2 separate regions of the Sus scrofa genome follow, and region 2 is linked to region 1. Evidence: chromatin contacts called from public HiChIP or PLAC-seq data. All regions are on one chromosome and are shown on one strand. The core of a region is the stretch at or near the end of the contact, and the rest is flanking DNA. Distances in the headings are between cores, read along the strand shown. Region 1 has its middle 25 kb from the start of TRNAE-UUC. Region 2 overlaps RERE (arginine-glutamic acid dipeptide repeats protein).

Evidence for each region. HiChIP or PLAC-seq counts read pairs in DNA pulled down with a chosen protein or histone mark.
Region 2: a contact with region 1 is called in an H3K27ac HiChIP or PLAC-seq map of alveolar macrophages. The contact joins two enhancer-like sites. A contact is called at or near these places in 4 of 47 Hi-C or Micro-C datasets (embryonic fibroblasts, liver and skeletal muscle) and 1 of 2 datasets of contacts at active chromatin or transcription factors (alveolar macrophages).

Annotation. Positions count from the first base shown.
Region 1 is chr6:68,654,857-68,658,074 of Sscrofa11.1, forward strand. No RefSeq gene overlaps it. Among named protein-coding and RNA genes, the nearest start is that of TRNAE-UUC, 25 kb to the left of the region's middle. Within about 2 kb of position 1,560, at least 6 of the 83 cell types and tissues checked have an H3K27ac peak or open chromatin away from gene starts, as enhancers often do. A contact at or near this core is called in alveolar macrophages, where this site is marked.
Region 2 is chr6:68,952,843-68,956,060 of Sscrofa11.1, forward strand. It overlaps RERE (arginine-glutamic acid dipeptide repeats protein), which reads right to left. Exons shown (of 24, transcript XM_021095277.1): 24 at 1,924-3,218. Among named protein-coding and RNA genes, the nearest start is that of SLC45A1, 21 kb to the left of the region's middle. Within about 2 kb of position 1,494, at least 5 of the 83 cell types and tissues checked have an H3K27ac peak or open chromatin away from gene starts, as enhancers often do. A contact at or near this core is called in alveolar macrophages, where this site is marked.

The DNA.
Region 1 (3,218 bases), core at 310-2,809:
CAGCCACAGAACAAAGTTGGGATCCGAGCTGTGTCTGCAACCTACACCACAGTGCACAGCAACACTGGATCCTTCACCCACTGAGCGAAGCCAGGGATTGAACCCATGTCCTCATGGATGCTAGTTGGGTTCGTTACTGCTGAGCCACGATGGGAACTCCTTTTTCTGTCAAATTTTTGACATATTTATAGTCATTGTATTTGAGACTTTGCTAATCCTGGCATCCGGCTTTTCTGAGGGTCTGCTTCTATGACTGCTTTTTTCTCTTGATTATGGGATGCCTCTCCTGCTTCTTTGCACGTCTTGTAAATTTTGATCCTATGCTGAACATTATGTTTGATAGACTCTAGCACAATGGACTCTGTCATCTTCCCCTGAAAAGTGATGAACTTGGTTCTAGAAGGCAGTTAAATTACTGGCAGGTAACTTTGATTCTGTGGTGGCTCAGTTCTAGGCTTTTTAGAGTAGGTTTATTTCAGTTTTTGCCCTCAGCCTGGGATGTGGGCCTTGCTTCTGAAATGTAGCCCTTCTGGGGTTTTAGTAGAAAGCCCCAGGGGTTTACCAAGCACCTTGAACTTGACTGGACTTGAATTCCAAACTCTGTCCACAGCTGGGCAGCTGCTCAAATCTTTGCTCAGTCCTTTGCTCTTCCACTTGTCACTTTCAGGAGTGACAGCTCCTGGGAGATGACACCTGGACACACCCAGTTTAGGAGTCAGCTGAGGATTGAAGGGGTGTTTGTACACAGATTTGGGGGGCTTCCTCCTTTCAGGATCTGCCCTCCCTCACCTCCCAGCCACTCTGACAGCCCTGAAATCCAACTTCTGACTTTTCAGCTCCACAAGACAGCTGCTTTCTGTTCGAACCCTATTTCTTGTGTGCCGAGAGGGTTAAGGAGCATCCATTCTCAGGGGAAAGCTGGTGATTCGTGGGTCGCCCCTATTTTCCTTCCTTCCAGAGAAGGTTGCTCTCCAGCACTTCACATAGAAGTTTTTTTAATATTTTTCCTGAGTTTTTTTTTTTTTTTTTTTTCCTTCTCTTTTGAGGGCCACACCCACTGCATGTGGAAGTTCCCAGGCTGGGAGTCAAATAGGAGCTGTAGCTGCCAACCTACAGCACAGCCACAGCAACGCCAGATCCAAGCTGCTTCTGTGACCTACATGACACGCTCAGCAACACCAGATCCTTAACCCACTGCGTGAGGCCACGGATCAAACCCAAGTCCTCACAGATACTAGTCAGGTTCTTAACTCACTGAGCCACCATGGGAACTCCTTTCCTGAGTTTCTAATTGCCACAGGCAGGATGATTAATCTGGCACAATCTTCTGTGCTGTTACCCGAAGCAGAATTTATCTTCGAGATTTTGAATGTACACTTAATAGGACGCAATCACCTCCAGAATGAATCACCTCTATCCTCTCCTCCAAAAGGACAGAGACTTAGTCAACATCCACTTCCTTCCTTCCTCATTCTCTTTCTCTTTGAATTAATCCGGGATCTTCGTTCTCTGTTATTATTACTGTTCCAGTGACGCATAAAAATGCATACATATTATTTAAACTTGACTCTGAGTGGTAATGGCTGCTGTTCGTACCCCTTGGAAACCAGAACTTCCTCCTGCTTGGATCCTTGTGTCTTGCTATGTCGCAATCCTTGAGAAATCCCTTCAGAGGGCACATCCGACAGTGACAGGCTTCCCCAAATATTTCATTCTGACCTTTCACTTCAAGGCTAATTTGGCTAAGCACAGGCCTCTGAGTTCAAAGTCATGTTTTTCTTAGAACTGTAATGATATTGCTCCACTTCCTTCCAGCCTCCTGTGTGGTTGGGGCCCACTTAAGTCTTATGTCTTTGTAGGTACCTTTCTGCGTGTTTTCCTTTGGGAAGGATTCTTTTCGTTGTCTTTTTTTATGGCTGCACCTGGGGCACACAGATGTTCTGGACGAGGGACTGAATCCAAGCTGCTGCTGCCACCTACACAGCCATTTCTGCCATGCTGGATACGCCACCCACCAGCCCCGGCTGGGTATCGAACCTGCACCTCCATGGGTATTCTGAAGTTTGGGGAAATGTGTCTGGGTGTGTCTTTTTTAAAAAAGTCATTTATTTATTTATTTTTATCTCTTTTTTTTTTGCCATTTTCTTGGGCCATTCCTGTGGCACATGGAGGTTCCCAGGCTAGGGGTGGAATCGGAACTGCAGCCACCCGCTTACGCCAGAGCCACAGCAACACGGGATCCCAGCCACATCTGCAACCCACACCACAGCTCACGGCAACGCCGGATCCTCAACCCACTGAGCAAGGCCAGAGACCGAACCCACAACCTCACGGCTCCCAGTTGGATTCGCCAACCACTGAGCCACGACGGGAGCTCCAAAAATAGTTATTTTCCTTTGCATTGGAGTTAGTTGATTTGCAACGTCGTATTGGTTTCAGATGCACAGCAGGGTGATTCCGCTGTGCATATTCACACGCTTGTTCTTTGTCAGAGGCTTTCCCCACAGGCGTCATTACGGAATATTGAGTAGAGGTGACTGCTGTAGAGAGTGGGTTCTTATTGATTATCTAGTTTACATGTAGTAGCGCGTGTGTATATGTTAACCCGAATATGTTATGGTGTCCATGCTGACTGGTGCAGGGGAATACCTCGCTGTAGTTTGGATTTGCATGTCTCTAATAATTAGCCATGTATCTTTTCATGGGTTTTTTAGCCATCTGTAGGTATGTCTTATTTCCAAGTGAATCACTTGACATCTCAGGCCCCTGTCCTCATGGAGATCTCTGTCTGTCTTCAGGTCTGGGCCATTTTCTTCCATCACATTTTATGGGGGTTTCTTTGGCCCTATCCTCAGTATGCAGAACTTCCTGGGCCAGGCATCAAATCCACGCCACAGCCGTGACCCAAGCTGCTGCAGCGACAGCACTGGCTCCTTAGCCTCAAGGGAACTCCTCTTCTGTTTTAACCATTTCTTTTAAGCCCCTGTATTCCTCTCTCCTCAGATTCTAAATCTGTTCCTTGGAGTTTTTCCATAATACCTTGTTTTTGTGTTATGTAACATATATATATATATATATATGTGTGTGTGCATATATATGTGTATGTATATATATATATGTATATATATGTGTGTGTATATATATATATATATATATTTTTTTTTTTTTTTTTGGCACTGCCCAAGGCATGTAGAAGTTCCTGGGCCAGGGATCGAACC
Region 2 (3,218 bases), core at 244-2,743, 300 kb after region 1:
AGCGGCCGGTCCAGCTCCCCAACCGGGCGAGACCCCCTCCACCTGCTCATCCGTGCCTGCTTCCCAGCAGCACATTCACACCAGGGACCCCTCTGCATGGTAGGTGCCTGCCAAGGCCAGAGCCTGGTTGGCTACCGAGGGTCCGGGGTGGGGGAGCGGGTGTCCACGAGGGCACAGAGCCAGGTCAGGGGGCTGCAGAGGCAGCTTCCGCAGCTCGGCCCCCTGTCACGCCAGGAGACAATTACGAAGATGCTCGCTGGGGCAGCTGGGAACCCAGGGAGGACACAGAGAGAGGACATCTGGATAACGAGGCCCCCCAGGGCTGACAATGGAGGCCGGATAACCCAGCGGGTGTAGGGGTGGTGAGCCCCGGGGGAGGCCTGACCCTGAGTGGGCACCACCTGGAGTTAAGGTCTGAGGTTGGCAGAGGGCTGCCGGCTGGGAGGAGGGGCCTGAGCATCACGTGCCCACACATGGGCTGGGAGGTCCTAGAATTCGATGTGTACCTGGAAAGTCACGGCCAATCTCTGCTGTGCGTCCTTACCCCATGGATAAGTGACCTTGATTTCCCTGGGGGGCCGCCTTGCCCTGCTCACCGGGAATGTACTGGGTACCACAAAGTCGTGTGGTGGCTGCACACCCGGCCCTGCACGTGCCATTTTCCGGGTCCCCACAGCAGTGGAGCCAGCATGCCCGGGCTGAGGACCACACACAGCACCACGGGGAGAGGGGCACCTGGGTCGGTTCACCTGGAGAGCAGCGGAGCCGAGACCCCGGCTGGGGCCCAGCTATGAGGCAGCTGCCCCTTTCCCCAGCTCAATCCAGGTCTGTCCGTCGCAGCAGGGACCCCGCCTTGGGGGCACGGCAGGCTGGGGACAATGGCCACAGAGCCACAGTGGTCCACAGCTGACAAACTATTACAACCTGTGCAGCTCTGCTCTGCGGCATCAACCTATGAGAATTTACATCCCATCATTCAGCCTTGAAAGGTCTACTGCGTGAACCTATGCCTATAAAAACCGCAGTTTCATGAAGAGCTCGGTCTAGACAGGTACCAGCAGAGACTGGATTCCACCCACTCAGCCCTTTGCTGCCTCCCGCCCCCTCCTCACCCGTGAGCCGGGACAAGTCAGGCGTGCCTCCCACGGCATCTGCAGGCCCCTCCTTTGGTCCCCAGCCACCCAACAGCCAGCAGGGTTCCCAGGGCCACTGCAGCGTACACCACTTGGGTCCTTCTGGCCGGCAGAGCCTTCTCGTGCCTAGATTGGGTAGTTCCCACCGCGAGCTGTCCCCCAAGGCAGACCCCACCCAGCCTGAGGGCAGTTTACCAATAAGAAGGGCTCTGGGTTGCTCTTGCGCCATCTCTGAAAACGTCTGGAGACCCACGGCCCTTTCCCCGGACAAAAGGGGAGCGTGTGCGTTCCAGGGACTGTCCTGAAGCTTCAGCCTGAAACCACAGCCCGCACCCACCCTGGTGACTGCTGCCCCCTCGTGGCCACATCCACACCCTGCAGGGCACCTGGTGCACAGTCAGTGGGAAGATTCCTGCAGAGGGGCTGGGGAGGGGACAAGGCAGGGGAGCAGGAGGCCGCTGAACTGGTTGGCGGCTCAGACCCAACCCGCGCAGAGGGGCCACAAGCCCAAACCCCTGGGAGGGTGTTTCTGGCCCCAGTGCCACCAGCTCCCCCAGGGCCCATTCTGCTGCCTGGGGAGCCATTGCAGGTCCTGAGAGCAAGTGCAGGTCTAGGGAAACCCTCTCCCCAGACCCTGCTCTGGAAGGTAGACAGTGTGCTGGCCCCAGCCCAGGTAGGGATACCCCTTCCCCACCCCCACCCCCTCCCCCAGCCCAGGTAAGGATACTACTCTCCCCACCCCCACCCCCTCCCCCAGAAGGGAGACAGAGTCCACAGGAAAGCACTCAGCTCCTTGTAGTGTAGCTTCATTTTATTTATGTCCACAAATATTTCAAAAAAATTACAAAATACTCAAATGGAGAGAACACAGAAGTCACAATTTCTGGGTGTCTACTGTTTACACTGTGTTATCTCATGGCAAACTACTCATATATACATTTAGCTTCAAGATATATATAAACGTAGCAAATCAGAATGTACACTCTGCTCTGCTCCTGCTGCAGTGAAGCTCCACCTCGACACATTGAACAAGATACATAGAAAACACAGAAAAGCAAAACCCAACTCCAAACGAAGGAAGGAAACCCCAAAGGAAACCCAGGGGTCGGGCCTCGAAGACACCGTGAAGGTCTGGGGCCTCCTAAACACACGGCAGCGGACCGGGGGCGGGGGGCGGGGGCCGGGGGGGTGGAAGAGTCTCAGTGCTTCACCTGGGGAGTGGGGAGAAAACACCTTCAGACGGTTTTCAAGTACAGACTTCAAAGTATGTCCCTCTCTCTTCTTTGGAAAGACGGATGATCGAGAGAGGAGCTGAAGAAGGTTTAACTGGTTGGCAGGCCGCAGGCTCTACCGCGAGGGCAAGGGAAATGGGGCAGGTGGGCAGGCGGGGTGCCGGGCAGGAGTCTGGCTCAGAGCCCACCCCAATGGCACGTCACTGGCCCCGGGGGCACAACGCGACCACTACAGCGATGACAAAGTGTTGGTTTGGGCTTGCCTCCCCGCCACGGAGCCAAAATTAAGGCAGAAATGGAATGAGAGAGAACGAAAGGAAAAAAACTACAAACAGTTTCAACAGACAAAACAACCCTCCATCTGTCCCAACTGAAACCAAACCCGGTTCTGATAGACGCTGGGAATGCCCTTGGTGCGGGTTTGAATCCAGAACCTGAATCTGACCTAAGACCTGCTGGTTTCTGGCTCAAAGCGCCAGCCTCTCCTCCCACCCCCTCTGAGGCTTGGCGCGGGACACGCAGCCTGTCCACTGACCCGTGGGCGTCATCTCGTGCTCGCTGACCTCTCTCGGACGTGACCGCTGCACACGACAGCAGAAACAGAAGGGGTCACAGCCGGCAGAAAGTGTGCTCAGCAGGTACAGGGCCGCCCTCTGCTCTGGAGAAAGTGGGCAACTCGGGCAGCAGAGGCCGGCCCTGCGGAGCGGCCTGCCTTCCTGCTCCGTGTCTGCGCCTGGGACTCCCATCCCACTTCCAGGAGCAAGGGCCAGACCATGTGCCTGTCCGTCCAGCATGGGTCACTGCTCCTGGGGTGACACACAGGCCACCGTGCACAGCCCTGCCTGCTCCGGGA